Linked DNA regions of Mus musculus: all the other regions are linked to region 2. The links are chromatin contacts, called in public Hi-C, HiChIP or PLAC-seq and Micro-C maps. All regions are on one chromosome and are shown on one strand. Each heading gives the region's core, a stretch centred on a gene start, on an enhancer-like site or on the middle of the called end of the contact. The rest is flanking DNA. Distances are from core to core; before and after follow the strand shown.

Region 1 (3,353 bases), core at 573-3,072, 130 kb after region 2:
TCCTCATAGCAGCACTGAGGGGCAAGCAGGATTCCGCTCCAGTCAGGATTAGAAACCTGAGGCTCAAAGGCTTGCCACCCAGCCACCAGGCCAATAGCTTTGGACCAGACCTACAGCTTAACCTGACCTTGAAGTTTCCCTAGGTCCTAGGACAAGGCTTTCCAAGAAGGTCTGCAGAAGGGGGAACTTACATTGTAGAGCTGGTTGGGGTCCTGCAGGTTGGCAGCAGTCTCTGCACTCCTGCTGAACTGCAACAGAGCAGAGAGAATCAGAGCTCAGCACCACCTCCAAGGGGCCATCGGACTGGCTATAGTGCAGAGCTGCGTGTCAGCCCCTCCATGCCCGATGACAACAAACTCCCTTGTTGGCTCCCTGTGGCTAGCCCAAAGTGTAGCCGCTTCTTTCTGAACTCAGTTGTCCTTTCTCCTGCCTGCGACCTGACTAAAGTGCTTACAGCTTTAGTCTTCAGAGAAGTTAATCATCCCAAGTAAAGGCCTTGCCCCCCCCACACACCCCCACACACCCTGTGTGCAGGGGTTCCAGGCTCTCCGTCTGTGCCTGCCGGAATCCAGGAAACCCCTCCTGTTCCCCTTCCTCCAGGAACCCTGAGGGTAGACAGTGCCTACAAAAAGCTTCCTACTAAGTTGGCACATGGGCATCATTACTCACCCAGCTGTTTCCTGAGTGGGAAGCACCTTGCTTGCTTACTGTCCTGACTGTGTGCCCCGAGTCGCTATAACCACACATGTTACCTAAGCTGAGAGGAACTGCAGGATTTTCCAGAGTTGGTGCTAAGTGTAGTTTCCAAATTTAAAAAAAAATCATAAAGTAAGACTTCCTCAAATGAAATCTTATGCCTGAAAGGAAATGGGTTCTACTGCCCTGGGAAGATGAGATTTCTACCTTCCCAGGTGTGTCCTTTCCACAAACCCACGGCTTCAGGCACCAGGTGATGCCTGATGCTCTGTCCACCATTCTTATTTCCAGGATGGGAAAATCAAGAGTTGGAGAGAAAAGCTGTATGGCCTCCATTACAGCTCAACCGCAGGCCCTAAGAAGAGGCTGTCTTGTCTGTCTTTCACTTTCTTGTCCTAAACTGTTCAGTATAAGCCATCTGTTTCCCAGCAGAAGCCACATCCAGGCACTGGTACCGATCTTCAGTAATACACATAGCACTTGGATCATTGAGCTGCTCTGTCTGCCACAGATGGATACCCCGCCTTCTCTGCTCACCGGCTGTGCACGCTTGGTTGTATCCTGCCTTGCCCATGGACACCAAGCAGAGCACAGGCCTGAGACTCTCCAGTGCCAAATCCCCACCTCACATCCTCCCAGTGGAGGAACCTATACCCTCCCTCAAGAGCCCAGGGGAACCCACTTTTGCTCTCAGGTACAGGGCTGTGATGATGACTCCGTAGATGAAGAGGATTCCATCTAGCAAGTAGCAGAGTTTGGGATCCAGCAGACCAAAGCTCTGTGCCTCTGTGCCAAGAGAGAAAATTGGTTAGGCATGCTGGATCTGGCAAGAACACATCCCACCTACCCCAGGTCAATTCTGTGACAGATTGTAGTCATGTCACGGGCACTAGGTCCAGTCCTCATACTTCACACAGACCACAACCTACAACCTCTCTCACTGAGTCTGAAGAAACCCAGCCTGCAATGGCCAATGTAACCACATGTACCAGATGTAAAGAGTGCACCTATGCATACAATGTAACCACATGTACCAGATGTAACGAGTGCACCAATGCATACAATGTAACCACATGTACCAGATGTAATGAGTGAACCAATGCATACAATGTAACCACATGTACCAGATGTAAGGAGTGCACCTATATGCATACAATGTAACCACTTGTACCAGATGTAACGAGTGCACCTATGCATACAATGTAACCACATGTACCAGATGTAAGGAGTGCACCTATGCATACAATGTAACCAATGTACCAGATGTAAGGAGTGCACCTATATGCATACAATGTAACCACATGTACCAGATGTAACCACAGAGGCTGGGAAGAATGAGGGAGTATTAGGAAAAAATGAAACTGCTGTGCACAGAACTTCTGCTCTGGTGACATGGAAGCCCCGCTGTAAGTGAGCTCTTGCATAAACTATGACACTCTAAACCTCAGAAATGTACCTAGGTAACTAAGGCCTTTATACGGAGAGAGAGAGACTCTAGAGGTTACAAATGTAGGGCTCAGAAATTAGATAATTGGATAAAATCATCTCAATACCTAGTCATTATCAGTGAAGTCTAGGTATCGTGGTGCACATCAGTAGTCCCATCATTGAACAGGCAAGAGGGTTGTGAGTTCGAGGCCAGCCTGAGCTACATAAGTTCCAGGCAGACTACATGCTTCAGCTTAGAGCCTCTTCTACTTAGTCTCCTCACTCCAGAGTCACCCCTCCTGCCTTTCTGATGTTTATCGAATCACACTCAAAGCATGTATGGTTCTCAGTAGATAAGAAGGGCAGGGGGAGTGAGGAAAGGAAATACGTTAGTTAGATAGAAGGTAGCCTTCCTATTTGAAAGATCACACAAAGCAAGCAAACTGAGCATATTACTGATCCTGAACTCCCTCCTATTGGGTAAGTGTGGATCTGAGAACTGGCCCAGTATCACAAAACCCTCCCTCTGGCCCTGCCTGAGAACCACACAAGCAGAGTGGTCTTTAAGGCTTTCCAGCCTAACGCCAGTAGCAAGTGGCGCCCTCTGGTGGGCGCTGGCCAACAGTGGGTAAGGCAGATGGGTGCCAGTTAAGTTCCGGCAAGGTATCCTTCCAGCTGCCTCTTCTGCAAAACAGGTTGAAAGTCTTCAGTGTCTGTTCTGTGCAGTGTTTATGGCTGTGAGCGCAATCATTAAGGCCCCGCTAGATTGCCACCAGAAGCACACAGAGCAGGCAGGTAGTGACTATGCCAGAAACCTCTCATCTGCTCCCACATACAATAGAAGGCTGACTTAAATCTCACTCACTGTCCCCCATCACCATGTCCCTAAAGCCCTCTGTTCTCAGCTTTTAACTCCAACTCTCTCATCCAGGGTCCCTCCTGGCCCCAGGTCCCTGCTCAGAAACCAACTCAATCCCGCTCAAAGACACTTCAAAGTGTGGGACTCAGTGCAGCCCCACAAATGCTCTGCCTTTCCAGGCCAGACTGGAAAGAACTCACTACCACCCTGTCCCTTCTTCAACTGTCTCATGTGTTCCAGTCTGGCATTGAACTTATAGCACCAAGGACAGCCTTGGCTTTGCAATGCCCTGCATCCACATCTGGAGTCCTGGGAATTTACAGATGTACATCTCTGTGCTTGGTGATTCTGGGACTCAACCCCAGGGCTT
Region 2 (3,487 bases), core at 630-3,129:
CACAGCACAGGCACACCTCTCCAGTTCACATGCACGAGTAATACAATTTATTTATAAAAAAGGGATGAAATTGAGGCATGACTTTTGGTGAAATAGTGGACAAATTAAACTATTAAGGGAAAGAATAGTGCTGGAGGGCATGCTGGGTGTAATTCAGAGGTAATTGTATGTTTTCTGCTTGTGATTTTATTAAATGACAGTCATCATTTTAAATCACAAGATAGTTAAGGAGGGATTTTTGCCATTCCTGTTTCAATACACGGGTCACAAATAAATGATTATAAGCTGTTTAAGCTGGTAGAGAACTGTGCATTTCTTCATCGGTGTTTCCTAGGTACCTGTAAGCTTGCTGTCAATTTTTGTGTTCCTGTACAAATTCCTTTTAAAAAGCAAACTTCCTCCATGTTTTGCTATTTAGTTTTTGCTTTGTTTATAAATACCTTTAATACACTTTTGCCATGTCCTGCTGTTTGTCTTTTGCTTACTTTATTGCCTTCTCTAGAGTTCTTTACCATTATTTTCATAGAGATTTGTGTAGTTTAGATCTTTTGCTTTGGATACTCTTGATTCTGTATGAAATTGTTCCAGGAAGTTTTTACCTAGGAGGTAGCAGTTAGCCTAACTCTTGTTTCACTATTTATCTCTCATTGGATGATGTCAAGCAGTAACCTAACAAAACATTTGTTATAACTTGTTTGTGTTATTGCACACAACTCCAAATTGTCTGGGATGGGGGTAGTTGAAATAACCAAGTATTTTGCTTTAAAAGCAAGGAATCAGAAATGTTTATTTTAGTTACTACTGATTTGTACATAGTGATGTCAGTAAAAAGTCACTTAAGCAGATAAAGTAGTTATGCTATTTAAAAGAATGTGAAGGCAACCTTTGTTATAGTAAGTTGACAACATGAATTTTTGCTTGGTTAATCGACATACAACTTCAGTTATTAGCTTAAGGTAGACTGAGTCTGGATAATAGAAAATCATGTTATGTAATGATATCTGTGTATTTAGTTGTTTAATAATGGTAGCCATATTCCTTTATGCTTAAAAGTTTCTTTGTTTTTAAAACTTATATCAATTAAAACATTAATGTTAGCACCATATTTAAGATTATATGTAATTTTTATTTTCTGCACACTAGAATCTTCCCCCTCCCTCTCTTTTAAAGACAGGCTATTACTATGTAAGTCTGGCTGTCCTCGAACTCAGTATAGAGACCAGGCTGGCCTTGAACTCACAGAGATCCACCTACCTGCCTCTGTTCCCCAAAGTGCTGGGATTAAAGGTGTGCACCACCATGCCTAGCTTAGTTTTGTTAAGTTCTTTAGTCCCCTGAAAGTATTCCTGGCATATAAAATGAAGCAAAGTGTTCGTTTTATGCCTCATTTTGCATATAGGCTAGCTCATGTGATAATGTGTACATATTTACTATTTTCTCTGGGGAGTTGTAAGATTGACTGCCTTCTTTATGACATGCCTCATGTGTTTGTATCCTAACCACTACAAACATGTTAAGCTAGTAGATAGCTATCTCAGCAGTCACAACACAATAGTTTTTTGTTCTGCCGTGCATATCTATGCATAGCTGATGGTTAGAATCACCTGCTCAGAGCATGTTTGTGCATGTTCTTTATAGTATTGCCAGTTTCCTTCTCATTCTTTCTGTGAGAATCCTAAGTATAGAGCACTTCAGAGAGCTTAAAATCCTCTCTGAATAGGGTAGGAACAGTGTGAGAATCTTTGCCACTAAAGGATAGACATAAAAGGAAGACACAGATCATTGTGGTGAGGAATCTGCACATGGTTTTGTTGGGTCCTCTATGTTAAGCCTTTTAAAAGGCTGCAATGCTTTGGCCCAAACTATAGTCTTATCTGAAGGTTCAGATGGGAGGGAGCTTGCCGAGCTTGCTCACATGATTGTTGATGGATGGAGTTCTCCTTACTGTTGCACTTAAGACCTCAGTTTCTTCTTATCTAGTACTTGGTTGATCAGAAACTGCCCTCCCTCCCTTCCTTTGTGGTTTCTACAGCTTTCTTCCTTAGAGTAGGCCTTGAAGGAGCCAAAGAGAATGCTAGCAAGGAAAGAACGTTAGCAAGATTGAAACCATTGTCTTGTAACTGAGTCAAGGTAGGTTAGGAAGACTCAACTCCTTCTAAGAGGACATTTCCCTCTCAGATGGTATTTGGGTGAGGACTAAGTACTGGGTGACATTTTTCTGAGAACAAGACTTAATTTTTTGGTTAGTCTTCATAGCTAGCACCCCTCAACGTACATATATATTTTTGATGACAAAAATTGTCAGGCACAGATATTTCAACTACTTGATTGACAGTTGTCAGACCTTTCTTTCTCCCACACTGACCTACTTGTGGCCTTTATCTCTGTTAGAGAAGGCTGAGTCCAAAATACAAAGAGCCAGCAACTCAGCCTTCGCTGTCATAGTCAGTAGCAGTGAGCAGTGCAGGAGAGAGATAGTAGAAGGCTGGGGCGTGGAGCGTGAACAGCTGAGATTAAAGAGGGTAAAGGACAGCAGAGAGTGGGGTGTTTGAAAAGGTGCAAGCTCTGTCTAACTGCTGGCAGAATTCCAGAACACTTCTAAGAGCTCTGGCTTCTTAGGATCCATAATAATAAGAGCTAAGGGTCCAAACACTTGAAGCTTGGAAGTGTAACACTAGTCCTTCAGTACTAGGCCACAAGAACTTAAAAGTGCAGAGGTGTCACACTGAAAGCAGACCGTCTGGATATCCAAGGCTCAAGAGTTACTAACATTAAACAAGTGTTACTTTGCTTCTGCATTCTTTTCATCTATCAAAGAATCCTCACTTGATCATTAACATAATTTCCTAAGTAGTATGTTCCCTTCTGCCATGTTATTAGAAGCATATTACTTGATCCATTTCACACTCAAGAGCAAGCAGTAATACTTGGAGTCAGGTATCAGTGGAGGCCATTTTAGAAATCTACCAACACCTTGCAGTAATTTTTAGGATCCTAAAAGGGTCCTGAAACCCAAAAATTAGTTGTTTTCAAGCTGAAGAGTTGGCAGGTCGGTTAAGAAAACTTGCTGCTCTTATAGAGGATCTTGGTTCAATTCCCAGCACTTACATGGCTGCTCAAGCATCTGTAACTCTAGTTCTAGTTGATCCACTGGCTTCTCTGACTTCCCAGGGTACCAGGTACACATGGGGTACACATAGAAGCAAATCCATGCTTAACACATAAGTAACAAAATAAATAAGTCTAAAAATTGTTTAAAGTTGTTCTCTAGGGCTTGGTTTGGGGCCTTGGAAACTTGCATGTGGGGTAGGGGTGTGAAGTTGACATGAGAGTCTCCCCTTTATGGACTTCATTTTCTCAAAGGAAAGATCTTAATAGTACCGTGACTGTCGCATAGCAACATCTTCTATGTAGTAGCACAAGCGTAAAGAGTGATGAGGGTTAGCAAAGCAAACGCCGCTGAGGCTTCTGTTACAGTCTTCAAAGT
Region 3 (3,295 bases), core at 651-3,150, 200 kb after region 2:
TTGTTAGACTTGGTGGACTGATTAATTAGTTCAACATTGGCTTAGTCCCCTGTGTCTGGGCTTTCTCAAAGAATTGTAAATGGGAAAGGCTTAGGCCTTTTTGGTTTGGGGTGGAAAAGACCACAGGCTTTGTGCCCTCTGGGTGGGGTTTTGTTTACTGCCAACCGTTTGTTTCTCTCCCTAACTTGCCTTAGCTTTACTTGAGCTTCAAAGCCTGCAGCGCAGGGACCAGGACCAGTGAGGTGCAGACAGAGGTGGCGAGAGAAGTTCAACATTCGCCTCCCTCCATCTTTTGAGAGCCTACGGTCATGAGTCCAGAGCTCCTGCCTGCAGTGGCTGCTCCTCTAGTCAGTGAACCTCTCTGGCTGTGAAAATGTTTCTCACTTGCCTATGAGTGAGGGCTTCTGGGGCTCCCTCAGGGGCAATTACCCTACAGCACTGTGTGAGTCACACCTGCCCAGCCCTTTCTGAGAAAAGCACTGTGCTAGGTCAGAAAAGCCCATTCCTGAGCCCTCAGAACCCCATGACGCTAGCCCAGGACTGTGCAGTTTCCTGGTGGTAACAATCATGTGTTGGCCATTCCTGCCTTGTCACCCGACAAACTGTCACCCTCAGGAGAGCTCTAAATTGGAGGAAGGGTACCCCTTACAGCTACCATCCTTGTCTTTCTAGATTCAAATACAGATTGTCCCATTTCTTGTAAAACGGCCATGACACCAATCTTGTGAGTGGTGTCTTTTGTCTTCTGTTCCCTCGCTTCCACCCCGACTGCTGAACTAGGAAGCACACTAAGGCTACCGCATGCCAAATGCCAGGCATTGGAGGGATGCAGTGGGCTCTGGCGCAAGTTGTCTTCTGGGCTGGTTGTGACTCGTGATGGTCACGTATTAACACATATTCTTCAACCTGTTGCTAGCATTTCTGTCCGTGTCTCTGGCTGCTTGGCTCAGATAGAGAGCCATGTGAGTATATCACAGAGAATCAGTATGTCATAGGGTAGCTGGTGGCTGTGATGTGGGGGACAGCCTTGACAGGGTGAGCTTAGACTTAAATGCTCTGGGCCAGAAGGTGGCAATGCGCCTTGCAAAAGGCTGCAAATATGGATGCCTACTCCGTACGCCTCCCTCCCTCCCTGCCTCAAGTTCTCTTGTAGGGGCTCGGCCTCTACCAGATGTTTCAGGATACTCAGGGTCACAGGCCATGACCCTTTCTGACTGACCATGGCAATGTCCTTTATTGGCAAAGGAGGAAAGAACGGGGCTGAGCGGCAATGCCAACCAGAGAGGGGCGGAAGGAGTCATGATATCTGGAAACCAGAGTAGAGGAGCGAGGCCTAGCTGGCTGGTGTTTCGGATCCTGTGCCGCTTCTCCCGTCCGCGCAGAGCTGTCTCAGTTGCTGACTCGCTGCGTTTCTCCTTGCCCTTTCCCTCCACAGTCTTTTTCTTTTGCCTTTATCATTAGACAATCTACAACTGTGTTTTCAAACAGCTGGCCCCCAACCGATAACCAGCTTGGCTGTCACAGAGCAGACGCCTGGGTGGGACCCAAGCCCACACTGCCGCTGCCCACTCTGCCCGTTGACTTTGGGAAGACAAGCTTTAAAAGAAGCACCAGGTCCTTGGCACCCCTCCGCTGCCCCTCAGACACACGGAGAGGCTCTAAAAGGGTCGAGCCGCGGGAAACAGAGCCCTTACCTGCTCCTGGGAACCGCACGTGGAGGATGCAGGCGAGAACAGACACTTTCCACTTCATCTTCTGCTTCCCTGGGATGGTACCCAGAGGCAGAGGCAGAGGCAGCTATGCCTGGGAGGATGAGGAGAAAAGGAGGCGCTGATGGAGTCTCTGCTGGCTTTGTTCTGTGGCTGACACCCCAGGAAGTGGAGGACTGTGGGCCTTTGAGACAGCACCTGCCAGCAAGACACCCTCTCACTCCCCCTCTCGATTCATAGGCAGGAAGTTCTGAAGGTTTGGAGGTTTGGGGTGTAAGAATGTGCATCCGTCTGAATTTTGCTTTTTCTTCAATTTGACTGTAGTTTAATGTACTTTTTTATTATTTTAATTCTTTACTAATTTGTACGTGACTCTCAATTGCTGAAGTCAGACCCTAGGCATATATCTAAGTTGCTGTGTGGCCTTGAAGCATCTCCAGACGTCAGCTTCTTTATCTGAAGCACAAAGAAAGGAGGATATTTGAGGTATAGTTCTGAACTTGGCCTCAATTCAGACCATAAATAGTGTGAAATACTATAGCTTACATTGTTTTCAAAATTCTTTTCCCTGAGACAAATCTCACTATTTAATCCAGGCTGGTCTTGAACTCACAATTTTCCCTCCTCAGCTTTCCACAGGTCAAGATTACAGTATGTGCCACCAAACCGAGGTCACATGCTTCCTCTAATTGTCAACTTTTCACCCTTGGGGTCATTTACAGTAAGAAAACGATAAAAGTCAGGCCTAGATTGCCTGCCTGTAAATCGTATCACTCATGTGGCAAAGGCAGGAGGAGTGTGAGTTTGAGGTCACACTGGACTAACAGTGAATACCTGGCCAACTTGAGCTGTGTAGCAAGACTGCCTCAAAACAAAATAAAAAATAAAACTGAGAAATAAGCATAACGGAGAGTTGTAGGTGAGTGTACACAAGCTTTGAGACGGGACAGAGACCCGGAAAGGATCATGTGGATGGGAGGGTGCCTCTGGTTTCTTTGATTTAAAAAAGAAAGTCAAGAAGTCCACAGTTACTTTTCAGTCTACCAGCCTTCTAAATGGAAAGACAATATTATCAAATCTGGAGGCAGAGAGCTGGTTCAGGTAGTTTCTGCCAAGCCTGACAGTCTGAATTCCATCTTCAGAGCCCACATGGTAGATGGGAAGCCATTCTTGTAAGATGTCCTCTGAGCTACACACACACACACACACACACACACACACACACGCACACACATAAACCACACACATACATACACCATACACACATATACCACACACATGGCATACATACACATATATACCACACATACATACACACACATCATACACACATATACTATACACATACATACCACAAATACATACACATACACACACCATACACAAATATACCTCACACATACATACACCATACACACATATACCACACACATAACATACATACATGTACATAGCACATATACATACACACACCACACACATACATACACCATATACACATATATACATACACATACACACCACACATACATACATGCACCATACACACATACATATACCACACACACATATACCACACACACATA
Region 4 (3,317 bases), core at 142-2,641, 170 kb before region 2:
CCCACCCCCCAAGCTAGTTTTTGGTTGGTTGGTTGGTTGGTTGGTTGGTTGGTTGGTTGGTTGGTCGGGGCGGGGTGGAGTTGTCGGATACAGACAGAAGTGGGAAGGAAAGTGCCAGAGACCAACTGCTGAGGCGTAAAAGGCAAAGGCGCCTGTTTGGAAAACTAGCACCTGCTTCATCCACTCCTTGGGTGTGGTCTGAACAGGAACTCCAGAAACTGCCCGCCAGGGTGATGGCCAGCAAGAGAGATATGCTTTCAAGAGGACTGAGTCGAGATCTTTCGCTCCAGGCCCTTGACCACAGGCTCTAAACTTCCTGCGGGCCCTGTGCCAGGCACACCCGGGCCCTCTCTCTCCAGATCTTCAGCGCCCCAATCACAAACAGCCGGGATCTCGAGTTAGATCTAGTTTAAAGAGCCCGCGGGCGGGAGCCAAGAGGACTGGCGAGGGAGCAGAAACTCACAAGGGAGAGGGTCTTGTTCTCACGTGGCCTGTTTTACAAACAGAAGGTTACCTGAGTAATTACTGAGGGAGAGGCCATGGAGGGTGGGAGGGGATGTGTTAGGCTTCAAAGCCTCTCAGATGCCGTCTGTTCCCTTTGAAGACGTCAGGGGGCGCCAGAGGCCAGGACAAGGATTTAACACCTGCCGCACAGGCTGCTGAGTCTTCTGACTTAGGGGCTTCCTGCAGGTGAGCTAGACAAGGCTAGCTCCCCGGGGCTAAGGTCGGAGTTTCCTGCTAGCCTCCCCAGAATGAGCCGCCCCGTATAATTAAAGTCATTCTCTTGTAAAAATTATCTAGTTATATAGACACCGAGAAAGAAAACTTTTCACAAAGAATATTGCTGGGTTTATTAACATGTAATTTTTTTTAAAGCAAGAGGTTAGTTTCAACGAATTCCATACTCTCATATTAAACGTGTAGCCTTAACTCTTCGGGTTAATCTGATTGTCTTTAAAAGTAGGTGGTCCTTGATGTACGGGCCGGAGTTTGGTTGGAGGACCAGCAGAATCAGGTTTCAGATTTACACCGATTCTTGCCATTTGTTTGAAATCCTCTGTCAAAAAAGGCAGGCCAGGTATTTAAAGAACCCAAATGTTATACAAGTCTGTGTATATATAATCCTCATATGTATATATAACTTATGATTTTTATTCATACCTCTACACAAAGTGAGATAAAGGGGTATATTGTAGTATTGCTTGTTCAAACAAGAGCTAAAAAAAAGCGTTGAAACCTGAGGTGTTCACGGTGCGCTGTCAAGAAGCAACTTGCTAAGTGCTTTATAATATCTCACGTCTTCACAGGAAAGAGCAAAGTGTCTGAGTGTGTGGTGTGCGTTGGGAGAACGCCGGGCGAAGTCTAAGACGCCTGCCTGCATTACCACTGGTTGCCACATGGTGGCGGGGTGGAAGAGGTCTTGCCTATTCTTTAGGCAGCATTAGTTGATAACCGCAGTGTAGTCTGACACGCTATAAGGCTTTCTATGAGTCCAACAACTACCACATACAATTTAAAAGAGCTTCTGCCAAGTAGTGTAAAGGAAAAAGAGGAAAAAGGATCCTCTGTTTTGATGCACAGAGATGCTACCTCCCAGAAGTGGGGCCTTGCTCACACTGCACATAGACTAGATTCTCATTAAAGCAATCCCAGTAACTGGTTTGAGGCAATTACTTCCTGTGGGCCTCACCTACTCAGAAATTAAAGCAGATGAGTTTCCTCGCCTCTCCAAAACTATAAATTCCAACAAATTCTCCTGTGAAAAGGATGCTATCCTGGGACATACTTCCCATTGGTTGGCGACTGTGCCTTTGTTAGAGGAAGGGTGGAAAAACTGGTGTGGAACAGAGTTGAGAGCAGGGAAAGAGTCACCTATGGGGGTCACGATTGGCCCTGTGAGTGCCACACAAGATGAGAACCCGTGTATTGCTTGGGGGATCCCCTTCACTTCTTTTCAGTAATGAGTTTGGAAGGGGAAAGAAGAGTTGGTATGGAGGGCAACGAGCAACGGGAGCAAGGGGTGACTCCAAAGCCACACCTCTGCCCTCAGAAACACCCTGCTAGCCACCGAGAACCCCCGGAGAGCATTTGAGAGACAGAGGGAGAGACAGAACCATGGCTCTGCTGCTGACAGCGCCTCTCTGCCCACCCTCCTCCCACAGGAAAAGACAGAGACACTCACCAAGGACCAAGAGGCGGACTCGAGACTTGGCGTTGACATCCTGGTCCGACATCAGTGACACGGAGCACTCGTAGGTGCCATTGTCGTCCATGGTCAGCTGGTCGATGGTGATAGAGGCATTTGACAACTCAGCATCGTTAGATACTCTCACTCGATTCTCATAACGGTTCCCATAGATGTATTTCTTTGTCACAAAATTCCAGGTGACCACTCTTTCCTGAGAGAAAGAGGAAATGTCTGTCAGGACCTGGTGTAGACCTGCCCTGACTCAATCTTCGTCCCCCAGAGCAAACCAACAACATGTCAAACAGAAGGGCAGTACCTGCTGGTAGATTCCTCTTGTTATCTAGCTAGATAACTTTAGACTTTTAAAGATTTGCTTTTGAGCTTTAGGGACTGGGGTTGTAGTTTAGCTGGTAGTACTTGCCTACCACACGTAAAGGCCTGGATTTGATCCCAGTGCCGTGTAAACTTGGTGTTGCGGCGCGTGCCGATCATCCCAGCATTCCAGAGGTGAAGGGAGGGAAAAGTTCAAAGTCGTCCTTGGCTATGTAGCAAGTTCTAAGCCAATCTGGGAGGCATGACACACTGACTCAAAGGAAAAGCACAAAACAGCACCGAGGCACACACCCTGGGAGACCAGTGTGCACAGAAGCACACACCCTGGAATACCGGTGTGTAAATGAGGCTGGCTCGGATCCCAGCACTCACATTTGTGACCAGCCTCTCTCTCCTTGGTTCCCTCTCAGCCCATGGTTTATTCTCACCCATCCCTTCCTTCATCCAACACCCACAGTGCACCACCATAAGCCAGGTACCACACTAGTTAACCACTGAGTTCCAGCTCACTTGGTTCTGACTATTGCCCTTGGAAGTTGTTTATTTATTTATTCGTTGGTGTTGACGAGGCAGCACATTAACAGCTTAGACCACAGGCACAGACCAGGCTGCCTCAGTCAAATCCTCACCCTGCTGCTAGCTGAATGGCCTTGGCCGCTCTGAGACTCTCTTTTCTCACTACAAAATGGAGATGTTGATGATAATACATCTCCTAAGATTGTGCTGAGAGCTAAAGCTGATAATACAGGCAGAGCAGTTGGGGTCTGCCTGGCGTTGTTTCTACCGTGACTAGCCA

What was found. Hi-C and Micro-C count contacts between places; a contact is called where the count stands out from the background. HiChIP or PLAC-seq counts read pairs in DNA pulled down with a chosen protein or histone mark.
Region 1: a contact with region 2 is called in an H3K27ac HiChIP or PLAC-seq map of the HPC-7 cell line, with 7 times the contacts expected there. The contact joins two enhancer-like sites. A contact is called at or near these places in 17 of 39 promoter capture datasets (the 3T3-L1 cell line, 3T3-L1-derived adipocytes, the C10 cell line and 12 more), 1 of 15 datasets of contacts at CTCF or cohesin (large pre-B cells), 35 of 484 Hi-C or Micro-C datasets (the 63-12 cell line, the AML12 cell line, B cells and 22 more), 14 of 115 datasets of contacts at active chromatin or transcription factors (the 230-238 cell line, DN3 thymocytes, the HPC-7 cell line and 10 more) and 3 of 9 other capture datasets (adipose tissue, liver and pancreatic islet).
Region 3: a Hi-C map of Th1 cells shows a contact between it and region 2, with 4 times the contacts expected there. The contact joins the promoter of Cd247 here to the enhancer-like site in region 2. A contact is called at or near these places in 19 of 39 promoter capture datasets (the 3T3-L1 cell line, 3T3-L1-derived adipocytes, the C10 cell line and 14 more), 5 of 15 datasets of contacts at CTCF or cohesin (CD8 T cells, the NIH/3T3 cell line, large pre-B cells and 1 more), 105 of 484 Hi-C or Micro-C datasets (3T3-L1-derived adipocytes, the AML12 cell line, B cells and 62 more), 24 of 115 datasets of contacts at active chromatin or transcription factors (the 230-238 cell line, CD4 T cells, CD8 T cells and 21 more) and 4 of 9 other capture datasets (adipose tissue, embryonic stem cells, liver and 1 more).
Region 4: a contact with region 2 is called in a Micro-C map of the G1E-ER4 cell line, with 7 times the contacts expected there. The contact joins two enhancer-like sites. A contact is called at or near these places in 17 of 39 promoter capture datasets (the 3T3-L1 cell line, 3T3-L1-derived adipocytes, the HPC-7 cell line and 12 more), 4 of 15 datasets of contacts at CTCF or cohesin (the NIH/3T3 cell line, hippocampal excitatory neurons, large pre-B cells and 1 more), 57 of 484 Hi-C or Micro-C datasets (the AML12 cell line, B cells, the C2C12 cell line and 37 more) and 14 of 115 datasets of contacts at active chromatin or transcription factors (the HPC-7 cell line, craniofacial prominence, embryonic basal ganglia and 7 more).

What each region holds. Positions count from the first base shown.
Region 1 is chr1:165,853,295-165,856,647 of GRCm38.p6, reverse strand. It overlaps Cd247 (CD247 antigen), which reads right to left. Exons shown (of 8, transcript NM_001113391.2): 2 at 1,379-1,482; 3 at 192-248. Among named protein-coding and RNA genes, the nearest start is that of Gm32999, 5.8 kb to the right of the region's middle. Within about 2 kb of position 1,822, at least 29 of the 459 cell types and tissues checked have an H3K27ac peak or open chromatin away from gene starts, as enhancers often do. A contact at or near this core is called in CD8 T cells, the G1E-ER4 cell line, the HPC-7 cell line and 2 more, where this site is marked.
Region 2 is chr1:165,984,388-165,987,874 of GRCm38.p6, reverse strand. All of the region lies in intron 1 of Pou2f1 (POU domain, class 2, transcription factor 1), which reads left to right. Among named protein-coding and RNA genes, the nearest start is that of Pou2f1, 17 kb to the left of the region's middle. Within about 2 kb of position 1,879, at least 50 of the 459 cell types and tissues checked have an H3K27ac peak or open chromatin away from gene starts, as enhancers often do. A contact at or near this core is called in CD8 T cells, the G1E-ER4 cell line, the HPC-7 cell line and 10 more, where this site is marked.
Region 3 is chr1:165,787,286-165,790,580 of GRCm38.p6, reverse strand. Cd247 (CD247 antigen) reads right to left here and starts at 1,900. Exons shown (of 8, transcript NM_001113391.2): 1 at 1,695-1,900. The coding sequence starts at 1,752.
Region 4 is chr1:166,151,650-166,154,966 of GRCm38.p6, reverse strand. Gpa33 (glycoprotein A33 (transmembrane)) reads right to left here. Exons shown (of 7, transcript NM_021610.2): 3 at 2,183-2,399. Among named protein-coding and RNA genes, the nearest start is that of Gpa33, 23 kb to the right of the region's middle. Within about 2 kb of position 1,391, at least 31 of the 459 cell types and tissues checked have an H3K27ac peak or open chromatin away from gene starts, as enhancers often do. A contact at or near this core is called in the G1E-ER4 cell line and regulatory T cells, where this site is marked.